Regions from separate parts of the Gasterosteus aculeatus genome. Here region 2 is linked to region 1. A link is a contact called in public Hi-C data. All regions are on one chromosome and are shown on one strand. The core of a region is the stretch at or near the end of the contact, and the rest is flanking DNA. Distances in the headings are between cores, read along the strand shown. Region 1 holds the start of LOC120807839 (26S proteasome regulatory subunit 4). Region 2 overlaps nrxn3b (neurexin 3b).

Region 1 (7,838 bases), core at 4,462-6,961:
GTGGTGCGTTCATGTCCTGCTGGAAACAAGCGTCTGGTCGTCGTGATGCTTCTGGTGTCAGGCTGGATCCATAGCTCTGCATTACACGCATCTATCTGCATATCTTGTGTTTCTGTTTGTAACATACCATGACCCCCGTATTACATTTGCAAATTCCTCCCCGCTTGGTCCTTAGATTGTTTCTATTGGTGGTCCCTCTAAGGCGCCGCAGTTGGCGCTGCTTTGTAAAGACGGCATTCTCACTATGTCACTCTGCCTTACGAGACTACCAAACACGGCCATTGCTCCGATGGTCGCCAAGCAAGAAACCGCTACGTTCCCGTGTTTCATGGCCGTGGTGTTTTTGTGAGTCTTTGACCCGTGCATTTGCCTCGTAGCACTAATAGCTGAGCGAGTCCGTCGTTAGCAGCACTTCAGTGAGGTCAGCTCACAGCTCGATGCACCCAGTCAGAGGAAGGAACACTTGGTCTCGTATTACTGATCTCTGACGCTGCCACTTCATCCTTGTTATCATCAGCATGAGGAGGTTTCATTTTTGGGACAAAAGCATGTTTTTTTTGGTTAACCGGTTGTGAGGACGGCGTCTGGTTGGACCCGATCGATGCATCTTTCCTTTCTTTGGTTTATTCGTGCACCACAGGGGGGCGCTGTGGAGCCGTGTGCAGATGGATGCCCCTTTGGAGCCAGACGCGCTGTAATGACAGTAGAAACCTATTCATTTGCATCCCTCTCCTCTTAAGTGCCCTAATGGGACACCAGCGGGACCCGTGGCGATTGGACATAATGCATTTGTCCAAAAATTAAGGGCAAATAAACATCCATGAGGACATGAAGAGGGAAGTAATCCCCTTTACTACTACGGAGCAGGGAGGAGGGCGAGCACGGCCCAGCGATGTCCCGCTGCGATGTGAATCAAATAGACGATGAGTCACTTGGGCCGATGTTATAATTCATCCTCCCAGCCGCTCCGAGTGGGACGGATCTAAGCGCTCGTACGTTCCACCGCGGTGACACTTTCTCCTTCCAAGAGGAAGCGACTGGCTGGGTGCTGTGGTGTAATAACACCACCGACTGCATTCTGACTCTACTGTCTTCTGATGATGATGATGCTGATGATGCTGTGGTCTGTGTTTTGTAGACTTCAGGGAGACACCAGGAGAGCGAGCGGGCCAGACTGCTGCGAGCCGGCCAGGAGAGATCAAAGGTGAATACGTGTTGTTTTTAGAGAACATTTGGCCTTAAGCATCATTTTACTGAAGCAATAGTTCAAGAATTCATATTCTCGCCTGGCCAATTTATTTATGTCAATTCTTTTATCTGAAAATGTCATAGTTAAGCACCGTGTCATAACTGTACCTTAAATCAATGTGTGTGTATTGTGAATTCTGCACACCTGATGATCCACTGCAGGTGATGGAACTCCACCCTTTTGCTTCCTCCATCCTATATCACCGTGACCCTGTTATTGTTATGCTCCTCTCAGATGGAGCAGGAACTGGAGGCAGCTAGAAGACGTCTTGGACATTCTGAGGACAGCAGAGAAGCTCTTGTTCAACAGGTTTGTTTGTGTCTCTGCGTTGTCCTCGTTGACGTCAGCAGACACAACAACAATCTGTGCAGCATCTTCTCAGAGACGATCTGTCTTCCCCACCGGGACAGTCACATGTCTTTCTCTGGCCGACGCCCCCAGGTGGAGGACATGCGAGGCGAGCTGCTGAGGATGAGGAAGGAGAAGACGGAGTTTCCTCATGGCAACCACACCTTCAGGGATGGGGGGCAAAGAGGGGCAGGTACTGAATCTAAGTTGGGTCTGTGGCAGAAAGGAGAAAACATCTGGATGCATCCTCTTAAAAGAGGATCGCTATGACGACACAACGCTATGACGTAAACATGGAGAAAGCTGACTTTATGTCTGAGACTGTTGGGAGCAGCGGAAGCGTTTTTGTAATAGTGTTGAATTTCGACCCTCGAAGGCCTTAAATAGCAGTGAAGGTTTGAATCTGACACATTTTTTTTATAGCTAGCTGAGTAAGATTTAGGTACAAATGATGTGAACTAGACAGGCGGGGTAAATATATGGTGAAATAAGAAGACGTTAGAATGCGTGAATCAGAATATGCGAGTTTTGCTTCATTTACATCACACTATTTGTATTCTACCGACTGTGGGTCGGCCTCCAGTGACCGGGGGAAGTGATTGGCATGTGCATATGAGCCCTCCGTGCAGAAGGTAAAAAAAGGTGTAGCAAATATCCATCTCACTCAAAAGACGTGGCCTTGCCTCTGCAGTGTGTGCTGCATGTCTAATCCACCCGCCACCCCGTATTGTACAGTTGTGGTTCCTGGTAACGCTGGGGTTGTGTGTGTGTGTGTAGACGGGTTGGAGCTGGAGAAAGAGGTGGCGGCGCTGCGAGCCCAGCTGCACGCCGCGTCGGTCACCAGCGAGGTCGAGGAACTGAAAAGGACTCTGGACCGAAAGGAAAAGGAGAGCGTCCAACTCCGCTCACAGGTGGAGGTATGTGATCCTTTATATCGACCCCACTTGAGCTTTTAACATCCGCTCTTCAGAGAACATCTCAGTCATCGCCGCCACTTTAGAAAGCACCCCTGTTAAATGGGTTGTTAACACAAATTGCTAATCACATTGCTGCAACTCAGTGTATTTAGGCATGTAGACGTGGTCCAGACAGAGTCTGTAGTCTGGTTAACCCTCAGCATGTGGCATAAACCACAAGGAAGCATGGATCCATGCATTTAGCCTGCTGGTGCTGTGGAGGATATTTCATCCCCTTATGACCACAGTGGACCATCTTCAGCAGGATGACGCACCACGTCACAGAGCTCATACCATCTCACACTGGTCTCTTAAACATGACAAAGAGTCCACGGTCGCCACATCTCAACCCAATAGAGCCCCTCTGGGAGGTGGTGGAATCATAGACGGGCAGCCGACAAACCTGCAACATCCGCGTGACGCCATCAGGAATCAGGAAACATTTATTGCCAAAATACGTCAAACATACAAGGAATTTGTCTTGGCGGTTGGTGCGTGACAGTAGACAGTGTAACAATAGACAACAATAAACAACAAGACAGCAGTGCACAAGTAATACAATAAAATGAAATGAAATGCTAATGCAATGGGTTAGTAGAATAAGGCGATGGGTTAGTGTAAAACAAGGGAATAAAGTTAGAGTTAAAAATTTAAAAAATTTAAAAAGTTAAAAAATAAAGTGCACGAACAACCACATCGAACAAGTGACGAGTGACAATAGGGGTGGGAATCTCTCGCACCTCACGATTCGATTCTGATTCAGAGGTCAACGATTCGATTCTAAACCGATTATCGATTCTAAACTGATAAAACGATTATCGATGCATCTTGAATTTTCTAAATTTTCTCAAATCTGAGTTTGAGTTTTTTTATAAGAGAAAAAAAATCTTTCTCAATCCCACTTGAGGTCCTGGGTGATGATGGAGCCCAGGAAACCACAGGAGTCAGGACCCAGGAGTCCACAATAGTGACGGGGGAGTCACACAGGGTGATGGGGGAGGGTGGGGCTTTGTTCCTCCGGAAATCCACAACCATCTCCACTGTCTTTAGAGCGTTGAGCTCCAGGTTGTTCTGACTGCACCAGGACACCAGATGGTCAGACTCCAGCTGTAGGCGGACTCGTCCCCACCAGAGATCAGTCCAATGAGGGTTGTGTCATCCGCAAACTTCAGGAGCTTTCATGTCAATATGGAGCAAACAACTGCTTGTTGAGAGTATGCCAGCAAGAATAAAGCAAAAGGGGTTCCAACCTTTGATTGCTGTCTTATTCAGTATAAATACCTAAATGGCACTACAACTTTTCAGAAGAGCTTGCATATAATCTGTATTTTGTCACTCGCTCTTTACTGTTTATTATAATTTGTTTATTATAGCCATTCCTCTGCACCCTTATGTCTGCCCGACTCTTCTGTGCCCCACCAGCAGTGGTATTAGTCTCACACACACAGACACACACACGTCCTTTGTCTCTTTCAGGACCTGTCATCAGAGCGGGCCCAGTGGGAGCAGCAGCAGCTACGAATGCTGGACCAGTTGAGGGAGATGCAGGTATGTTTGTATTGATGCTTCACAGTAAAGATTAATGAAGTGAACACTCACTAATGTTAAGTTATGCTAACTGTTGTAGTAGGTTTATTTTAACTCAACAAAAAAAAACATTTAACATCGGCATGGCTGAAAAAAAGAAAAGAAAAAGGAATGACTGTGCCCACTTGTTATGACAGAGCCGAGGGCAGGCCGACAGGAGGGAGACGGAGGCGCTGCTCCAGGAGAGCACGAGGAGCAGAGCTGAATTGAGGACCAGGGCCCAGGAGGCCGTGCGCCAGTGGAAGGCAAAGTGCAGGAGGCTGCAGAAGGACCTGGAGGAGGCGAGGGCCCAGGCTCAGGTCCACACGGACGGGGCCTCGCAGGTGTGTTGGTGCAGGTGTATGCGTTAGCATACACTAATGCAAGATCTTATTAGTGCGATGAGGGGAATTGTAGGTGCTGGGTTTTACTATTGGTGTGTAAGGTTTCTGGACTGAACAGTACTCGGGACTAAAAGTCAACATACCTTTGCTTTGACTTTTCAGATTATAGTAATTCTATTTGGTCTATATCTATATATTCATGACGTGCCTGCTAAAGAAGTATTTGGATCTCCAGTCTGTCTTTATGGTAGGTTCAGTTTATTCAAAATACTTTGGCGTCATTATTGACAAAGAGATCGACCATGTTCTGCAAAGACATTTGTCCCGTGATGCAGATCAGCACATGAGGCAACATCTCAGAGCAGCCTACATGAAGAATACAAATACATACCAGTCTTTTCGTTTTGGCCCATCATTGAACAAAGTCAAAACTCTGCACCACAATGTGGTACATGTCACTGCAGCATATTGACTAGTCACCCTGAGTTAGCTCAGCTTCTCATGGCCTTCAGCTGCTCAGTCTCAAAGGGTCCAGATGCTGCTGCAGCAGCATCTGATTCGTAGCGGCGCTCCTGGCAGCGAGAATACAACAACTTATTTCAGCCAAACTCTCGCTGGTGGAAGCAAATGTTGCTACTACGTGAACACTGAGGACACGCCACAGGAGCTCTGTTCTCTAGAAGGTTTTCGCCTCACGTTACCCGGGCGAATACGGCTGAGCCTGAACAGCCAATGGGAGGGTAAAAACTATTGAATGCAGATAAAAGCCAGCAATAAGTCATACAAAGTCAGAACTGCACGACCTTGTTTCTAACAGCTTCATAATTCTATATCCAAATCGGAAGCGGGTCACAGAACCTTTTGCGAGGCCCTGTATGTTAAAGTAGTGCTCTGTGGAACGATGAAAGGTTCAGTGATTATTAGCTTGAAGGTCACCTCCCAGTGCTTCCCACTCTGTTTGAACTCCGAGTCCCCGTCAGCAGCCTCGCTCCTCCGCCAGGCGGACGCCCTCCCCGGCTTACTCGACGCGACGTGAATTAATTACAAAAAGTATTTCTGCTCCCCTAATGAATTAGCGGAGGGAATCAAGTGCTCAATTAAATGATTAGGTTCTGAGCTCCGGCACATTCCAGGCAGAGCTGCAGCATTAGAAGCAATCTGCCTGGAACAGACGTGACCATTGTCTGTGCTATCGGTGCTGGAGCTGCTCCTGCACATGTCTCTCTGTCGCTCCTTCTCATTATCATTGTTACAGCGGCTTTTTGAACACCATCTTCCGCCTCCCATTCATATGTCATCCCTCATTTCCCTTCTCCCCCCTCCAGGTAGCCAGGGAAAGGGAGAGCGCCCGGGCCCAGCTGAAGGAGCTGCGCCAGCAGACGGAGGCGACCCGCCGGGAGCTCGCCGGAGTCCTGGGCCGCTTGGCCCAACGCGAAGAAGAGCTCCACCGCAAGGACGTGGAGCTGTCCGAGATCCGCCAGCGCCACTTGTCGCTGGAGCAGGAGATCCGGGAGGTACTGCTAAGACATTCGTTTTAGCCGTAGGAAGATGCAACACTGGAGTTAGTATTTAGGAACCGTATCGTTCCATCAGGCCGATTGATGGAGTCAGCCGGGTGGTCGAAATCGAGCGGCATCACACTGCCAGCGGGTCGTGTGATGATGATGACACGTTTAGCATTCAGACAGCATTGAAGTCATGCAAATGGTTGACGTATCATTTGGTTTTTTAGAGGTCACGATCACATGAGCATCCTGCACTCCACAGGCAGACTGAATTTCATTTAATTATTTTGGCTGACCAGTTTGAAATCTTGTTAAATGTAGTGAAAACCTCGGCGATGGAGTCCTGCAAAGCGCTCTGATCACACTAACAGACTCTGACCCCAGGTGAAGGAGGCCTCCGCTGCCCTGGAGGAGGACACTCAGCGTCTGGCCGCGGCCAAGACGAGACTAAAGGAGGAGAACCAGAGGCTGGAGGAGCAGGCGGAGATCCAGGCCCGTCAGTGCCAGAGGGACCAGGCCGCCTTAAAGCAGATGACCTCGGCCCACGCTCATCTAACCCAGAGGTTAGCCGAGGAGGAGAGCTCCAAGCACAGCCTCCAGAAGGGCTCCGCGGAGCTCCAGGCCAGGCTGCAAGCGGCGCAGGAGGAGCGGGCCGCTCTGGGGCAGCAGCTGCAGCTGGAGAGAGCGGCGCATCAGGCAGAACTGGAAAACACGAGGGCCGTGACGCACAACAGCAGGACGAGGAAGGATTGGGAAGCGCAGGACATGCTCAAGCTCTGCCAACGGGAGAGGGACGAAATAAAGGCCCAGCTGGAGGAGGTTAAGGTGAGCACTGGATTATATTAGCTTAACATTAAGACATTAAAACAGCTAGCTTGAGCCTGGCGGCTGGTCGTTGCACTTCAGTTGTGCATAGATGAGTTGCGTGTGTGTTGATAAGCGTTACAGCTGCTGGCATGTGAATCGGCTCTCAACCGTTCCATCATCAGGGTCCTGTACTGACCCCACTAATTCAAATGTAGACTCATAGTCCCCCTGAATAGGAGTCTTGATCATTGTGTTGCGTTACATCTTTGAAAGGGTTACTAAATGCCACATTTAGCAAAATAAATTGGAATACATTTAGCATTGGTTTTCCCGGCAGCTTATGTACCAATTTATTGTGGAAATGCTTTAATTTATCTAAAGGAACACACTGATTTCAGGCGGTAGGTGACAATACAATACATAATGAACTATATTGCTAGACGGTTGGCCCGGAACACTCATCTAGATTTCAGCATTGCTTTTATTGTTCCAGTATAACTTCCAATAACAGAAAGTCTAGCCTTGGTCATGAACTCTTTAATGAAGTTTAAATGTTCACATTGACCGGCCTCTACGCTTCCAGAGAGGAGCCCTGAGCGCCTCTCCATCTGTTCCCCTGGATGTCCTTCATGCATTTCCCTGACGCAGACATTAGCTCCAGGTGTGTCCCCCTCCTCTCCTGAGGGACGGGGTGTAGACTCCTCAGCTCCTTGTACTTGTCAACAGAGGGGGGACGGACAGGTCGGTTACTCTGCCATTGAGGCGATAGCCGTGTCTTATTGGACGGTCTGGCCTACGGGGGAAGTTCCCGCTGGCGTCATCCGCTTTTCCTCTGCAGCTCCCGTTGCCCAGCAACCTGCTGCGCTTGACAGTAAAAGCCTTAAAATACAAAAAACATATTAAATGCAGATAGAAAAGGTAATCTTACTATCTCGTTTAAGAAAATGCAAAGCTTCTCCTCCGGACCATGATGTGTTTCAGGCTGAGAGAAAATCATTTTCCGGTTATTTTAAATTCAAATTAAATCAGTTAAGCCATATAGTTTAAGCTAAAAGTAATATTG
Region 2 (6,883 bases), core at 3,038-5,537, 130 kb after region 1:
ATTTAAACCTACGGAGAGCAAACCACAGCTGTGTGATGGGAGGTGATACTGTATATTGGCAGCGTCGCTACGCAGGGAGATTATTCTTTTAGGCGTCAAGCTTATCACGCCCCACCCTCACCTCATCTCACGCGCCTCCCTGTTTGATCATCTGAGCTGTCGATCTCCACCGCTGTGGCTCACGCGAGCACGGAAGCGCAAAAACGAAGCGCGTAAGGTTCCACCAGAATGAAAACACGGCTACATGGAGGCGAGAGACTTCCAGAGGAGCAACGTCGCAATGTGCAGGCTGGTTCCTTCCCCTCTCATATCACAAGAGATCCCAGCGAGGAGGAACGTGCTGGATGTGGGAACGGATGAAATGAATAAGCAGCGTGATGTCCTGAGGGGTCTGGTCCTCAATGGGAGGAATTTTTTGTGCACCCACGCCGCACCTCATGGTCCCGCCCCCTGGAGACATCACAGCAATCTGCCCTTTGACGGGCTTCATTGGGTTTCTCTCTATGTATAATATTGACATCTCACGACTGTTCACGTTGGAAAAGACAAGAAATGTGAAGCGAGTTCCACGTGACACGTACATAGAAATACATAAATGCGTTCTCAAACCAAATATGTCTCTCATTCGGATCATTTAGCACCACAGATATGAGCACATGAGGAGTGAAACAACGAGTTACTTCATAATATCTATGAGTGAATCAGAATTCATTCATTGTTATTAAAATGATGATGATTATTATTTATAGTACCGACACGCATCATGAGCCGTACTGTCGGTAATAATGATCAACATATTTTCACCCGTTTATTGAGTGTTTGTAGTGTCGCTGAGTCTGGACGGATCGAATAACTGAGAAAACAGCAGCGTTTTGACACGTGTTATATCACAAGCTGGAATGAAGAAAGAATTGTCTATCCCGGCATATCGGGGTGAACTTCTACACCTCCGTAGTTTTATTCGATCCATTTATATCTCCATGAAATCCCCCATCAGGCTTTGCACCGTTTCACTTTTGAAAATATATTCTTCGCTGCACATCAGCATTTATCTCTGAGCAAAGAGGCCAGAAGCTTTAACTGAACCGTCCTCACGCAACGTGATGGACTAAACCTTTGGGTGATGAAATGTTCCAGTAATTGAGAAACAGCCCCATCACACACGGAGACTCACATTCCCCACTGGGACGTCCCGGCAGACACACATGCAGCTCGCTGCTCTGGAATACGCACACGCGTGTGTGTGGGGTAACACATCCCGTGGGATACAGAACGTCCGAAGGATGGCGACGCTGCCGAGCCCGAACAGAACCCGCCAGCACAGTAAACGAGGCGGGACTCTGGGATCGTACGCGGTTTCTCCTGATGGGGCGTCCACGAGTTTTAAAGACATTTACGTAACAATGACTTACGGAGGAGGCGGGCGGGGATGGAGAGGAAGAGGAAGAGCCGGCTGACTCCGTTGAGCCCCCCCCCCACACCGATCTATGAGCGCTGAGCAGAACTGAACGACGTGGAAGAGTTCTCTGCTTCTCTTCGGGGGGGTGAAATATACGCAGAGCAGCACCTGCTGTCTCCCTCCACAAAGAGATGAAGGAATTGCCGGATGTCCACTTAACGGAGCGGATCGCATGGCGGCGCTCTCGCCGGAGACACCACATGGGCACTTTTCATGCTGCTCAGTGGCTGATTTCATTCAAAGTGACTCGCGGTTCCATGGGAGAATATCATTTGAGCCATTTGAGCCTCAGTGGGAATCAGACTCCAAACCATTAAGGAAAGTCTTTGAATTCTCAGTCGGCCACTTGATTCTGATAAACCGCTGAGAACTTGTCACATTTAACGGAGCCGAAGTGTAAAGTATCAGATTTCTTACAGGTGTGGAATTACGATACAAATCCTGAAACCTTAAATGTAGAATTTGATATAAATGTGGGGCAGAAAGAGAAACTTGAGCTTACGATGTTGTACAATGTACACGTACGAGAAAACCCCGTAAATCTGCAGAGTCTTAGATCACTATCGGAGACACTGGAGAGAAAGGGCGCCTTTTACTGGATATTCAGCCTCTACTTCCAGTTTTTAAAAACTACGATTAAGGTCCATTAGCCAATCACTTATGTTAAATGTCGATGTACTTTTAGGTTACTCACTCTGCAGTAGTGTTGCCTTGTTGTGTGACTCCCTCTGACCTGCGTCACACCACCCGCTCTGCTGTTTCATTCCTTGCTTTTCTCTCAATGAAGCCGGCGCTGACGGCGGCCTCACCTTCCTCGGAGCCTGAGACGCACCAAGCAATCAACTCTGATGTAGTAAAGCATGCGTGATGGTGGTGGTAGCAGGGGGCTGATAGCATGCAGGGGAGGAAACAATGGACCACGGACATGAAATGAAAAGCTGGTTGTCCAAGCAGACACGCGCACGGCTGGCTTATCAGATCTTGTGATCATGACTAATGACAAAATATGGCAGGTAATGCAAAAAAAACAGGCATTGGTTAATTGGCTACAGTACAGTGGATAGAAGTAGATAGAAGCAAAACAACTGCAGGGTTTTCCATCTTTGCAAATAGAGGAAGTCTCAGAGCTCTCAACTCCCTTTTATCTCTGAAGAATTAGACCAAAATAAGCCGAGCAAAGCCAGAAAAAAGGGTTTCATAAAAGGATCTTCCATCAGTGTTCATATAGAAAGGCCCAGCAATGCGTCCAACCATTGGAACGAAGGGTGAAGAATAAATATATATATATATTTAAGATCACTTTAAGATTAAAATTGTTAATATCATAATTGTTGTTAATATCATAATACAGTATCATGGATTAAACAATTATCTGTATATCCAAATTTGAGGTGAGGGGGGTTATTGTTTATCTGTAGGACTCCAAACACATCAAGTCAAACGTTCAAATGTCGCTGTAAGACGCTAAAAAACGAAATAACAAAAAGCCACGTTTTCATTTTGCTGAGAGAGAAGTCTTCTCATAAATAATAAATGCCTATTTCTAAGACCTGATCTAAGATCCGCTTTCACGCCAGGAGCCTGCGTGTTCCCACATGTGCGTCCTCCCTCTCACCTGATTTTTGTCTTTATGTGATTTCCGATATTTCGTGTCTCGTGCCAGGACCCGACTGCGGCGCGTTGCAGGAGGAGGGAGGAGGGAGGGAAGCAGACGGCGGTGACAGTGAGGGGGCCGTGATGAGGGTCCCTACGATGGAGAAACATCCAGCAGGGCCCGAACACACACACACACACACGGGCTGAACAGCCAGGGAGTAATCGGCCTGGCAAAGGCCCGGGGCGCCGTCCCACTGGCACACACATCGCACAGGGATAAATGACGAGGGAAACCCCCCCCACTGGCGCCGTCAACCAATCCCCGAGCCAGAAAGCGGCGCCAGAAGTATGTCAGCTGATCCCCCTTGAACCAACAACCCTGGCCCAGGTGAAGAGAACAGGGGAAGCGGACGGCACGTACGACACGGCGGCGCGCTCCCCGAGCCCGCCTCCGACACGCACGCAGAGCCCTTCACAAGCATCACGCCGCCGAAGGGAGATACTTCATGGCGGGGGACGTTCGGGTTCCATTGGCCAGCGCGAGGGCGCTTCTCGTTCCGCATCTCGAGAAGTAGGGCAGAGGAGAGAGAGCGCGCGCTGAGCGGAACACAGTTTGAAAATAGCCTGGGAGACAAAAAAGAAAAAAAAAGGACGCCAACGACGCACGCGACAGTAGATGAAGGAAACGCGCATTAAGGAAGACGCGAGCACGGAGGGCGGCTCGCCTCAGAGTCGCTTTCAGCCGAGGAAGATCCATGACAGCACAGGAAGCGGGAACTCTTTGTCCGTCTCCCCGTGTACGGGCCTCAAATGATGTCAAACCGAATCGTGTGCACACAGCCCGGCTGCGTTGTGGCTGATTCACTTCCTGTTTCCTGGGCCGTTCAGCTACGATCATTAACATTTTGATTTTTTGACCTGGCCCCGTAGATAAACCCCACGCCCCCCCCCTTGATGAAAAGTTGCAGAGACACCAAAGGGGGGCTGAGGGGGTAACGCGGGACCACCTGCGGTGCACGCATCTATGCATGTGTCGGCTCGCGACCCATAACAGGCATCTCAGGACCGCCGGCGGTCCGTTTGCATCAGGTTTACTCTTGCAGCGACGCGTTGGACCCCGGTGTTTGTCCTCGCCTGCCCCCCCCCTTCCCCCACAGACATGAACAGACAGGGACACAGCTACAGCCGCGCACACACTCCGCCGCTAACCACACATCCTCCTGTTCCCCGGCTGCGTGACGCTCGGGAGACCATTTCAAACGGAGGGGCCGCGGACGATCGGCCCTCTGCTGTAATTGGGTCCCTTGTCACCCAGCAAATTCATGTCAGCATCGGTCACATGGGATACTAATCTAAATGGCACCAGTGTCCTACTTTGTGTGTGTGTGTGTGTGTGTGTGTCAGGGGCACAGAGGGTGACTTGGAGAAGCTGAATGAGACGCTGCTTTTTAAACCGTGTGCAGGGACGTCATTGGGCTGCTTCTGTGCGACAAGTCAACACGGCGACAGGGCGGCTAAAACTTTTCTAAAAATGTAACGCCTGTAAGGGGATGTGTGACATTGAGATGAAATGATTTGCAATGCAGCAGTTTAATATGTAAAGTGGCGGGAAGATTGAACTGAAACACAAACTGTGAGGAGCATCTGTAGTGTAGTTCGCCCGGGTCCGAATTCCCCTTTCTAAAGACGCTTCCTTAGTATGTGAAGGTGTATTTCCAGACGTCGGGATGATAAGGACCGACTACAGTACGGGTGCCGTTATGTAAAATGAATCAACAACCCTTGAGCAAATCCCAATTACATATTCATGGAGGCCATTGTGTGATGAATATAGATGATGACCTTTTAGAGGCAGCTTGTCATGACGACGAGCCCCTTCCGTGGAACTAGTCAAATATGACGATTATATAGAATTTTATTTAGAAAAATGAACGGCAAAGATAAAGAGCAGAGACTGTTAAAGAGCTTTCAGACCTTTCATCCTTGACAATGCGTTTTTTGTCCAGTTCCATCACAGCACTGAGGTGAACCAATACAGAGATATCGTGTTTGGGGAGAGGAAAAAAGGAGAATGCTACAGAGTAGAACTGCCATTTAGCATGAACCCGCCTGGCAACACAAAGAATTGTCTTCACTTGTGATCCACGTTGGATTCAAGATCAAGCAGCCTGCATTATTTATCAAGTGTTAAACTTATCTGCAATTCAGACAGCAGTTATCAAAGAGCTTGACGTGGTGGCTCACGTAGAGGCAGGTGGGTATGACTGCCAACTCAAGTTAGTGTGATCCAGCTTCAAAGTCTGCACGGCCCATCTGTGGGGGGCTGTGTTATGAGCTGGGAGGCTTCTGAGGCTGCTAAGCGCAGACATCTAGCAATGTGGCCGAGAAAGAAACCCGCAATAGACAGAAACGAAGAGGACGAGGTCAGGAAGTCAGAGGTTGATCATTCAATGAGGCGACGATCGAGCGCCGTTGAGGGTGTGGGGTCCAGCTTGAGATGCCGTGCAGCATCTCAAAACGTGTCATTGTGAGTGTTTAAGACGATCAAGATGGGATCCACACCCGCACTAGAATGAGGACCAGGCAATCATGCAATGAAAATACGACTACGGCAAAGCCAAGTGGAACACGAGCCCCTCCATCTTATTCCTGGTGGCAGGACTGAGGCCGATGTTTCCCAGAGAAAGAACACGGTATACGGTCCTACACACCCAGGAGTCCAATGTCTTCCTCGCCGTCCAACAGAGCGCTAAAAGCACGGCCTCAATCCTCCAACAAAAAGCCATTAGAATTCAACAATTCCCTCAAACACATCGTGGGAGACATGTCCTAAACATCACAAACAACACTTTGACACACAAGCAAAATAAGCCAGCAATCAAAGGCCACGTGGGGATTAGACATATACGAAGGGGGCTTTACACGAAAACCTTTTGTGAAAATGCTATGGAATAATACATGCTTTCTTTAAATGTACTAAATAAAATGTCCCCTTTAACAAGCAAATGTTGTGCTGCTATTTCAGATATTTAGTTAGTCGCCAGTGGAGTTTGTCTTTCAATCTTGTAATCTCCAAAACAATGGCAACAACCTTGTAACCGCAGCAAGCCGAGCGGGAAAGGCCTGCTTGTCCTCTTTGGAGATAAAACTGTCAGAGGCGATTGTCTTGAAACGCCTTCACCTGATGAAAGCCATCAGTTTCACCCGATGGGAGACGGTGAAAGGCCTGCCCCCACCCCTGCACAGGACCACACATTCCCCACAGCGTGTTCTTCGGTGAAGAGAGCCTGTTGATGGTGAAATAAAAACAATGTCCGACAGCTATTAAACTGTGCAGGTTAAGACGAGAAACCTCACTGTGGACGTATCACATAGAGAATGACGCGACTGCCCAGTGGGTGGCGCTACACCTCATTTACAGTGTGACCCGTGCAAAAGCCTGGCCGAACGGCATGAGACATACAGCGTTGCCGCTCCTGTACGTGCTGTGCAGAGGAGAGCGTTATTCTTTTTACTCTGCTCTTTAGAGGCTACCTGCCTTCTGGCGATAACTTCCCATCAGCCTCACCGATGGGAGAATAGGGGGAGAAAGGGGGGGGGGGGGGACAGACCGATAAAACTCAACTCACCTTTCCTCTTTCCTCCACGCACATCTAAACAGTAACGTGCACTCACTGATGCAATTGAGTGCAGCGGCCGTCTACCAATGAAAAATCACTTGTATTCATGTGGCCCAAAAAGGATTCAAAGAAATTGCATTTAGCAGAACTTCTTCTTTTGTAGGCTGTGGGATCAAAAGCACCGGGGATGCGAAATTCGATGCGAGGG

Evidence for each region. Hi-C and Micro-C count contacts between places; a contact is called where the count stands out from the background.
Region 2: a contact with region 1 is called in a Hi-C map of skeletal muscle, with 3 times the contacts expected there. The contact joins the enhancer-like site here to the promoter of LOC120807839 in region 1. A contact is called at or near these places in 3 of 6 Hi-C or Micro-C datasets (skeletal muscle, tail fin and whole body).

The regions. Positions count from the first base shown.
Region 1 is chr18:2,163,396-2,171,233 of fGasAcu3.hap1.1, forward strand. It overlaps LOC120807839 (26S proteasome regulatory subunit 4), which reads right to left and starts at 5,712. Exons shown (of 11, transcript XM_078094024.1): 1 at 5,708-5,712. The coding sequence starts at 5,710. cep128 (centrosomal protein 128) reads left to right here. Exons shown (of 25, transcript XR_013453497.1): 8 at 1,139-1,204; 9 at 1,484-1,558; 10 at 1,691-1,790; 11 at 2,375-2,514; 12 at 4,030-4,101; 13 at 4,278-4,463; 14 at 5,789-5,977; 15 at 6,353-6,793.
Region 2 is chr18:2,291,789-2,298,671 of fGasAcu3.hap1.1, forward strand. All of the region lies in intron 17 of nrxn3b (neurexin 3b), which reads right to left. Among protein-coding and RNA genes, the nearest start is that of nrxn3b, 110 kb to the right of the region's middle. Within about 2 kb of position 4,288, at least 1 of the 9 cell types and tissues checked has open chromatin away from gene starts, as enhancers often do.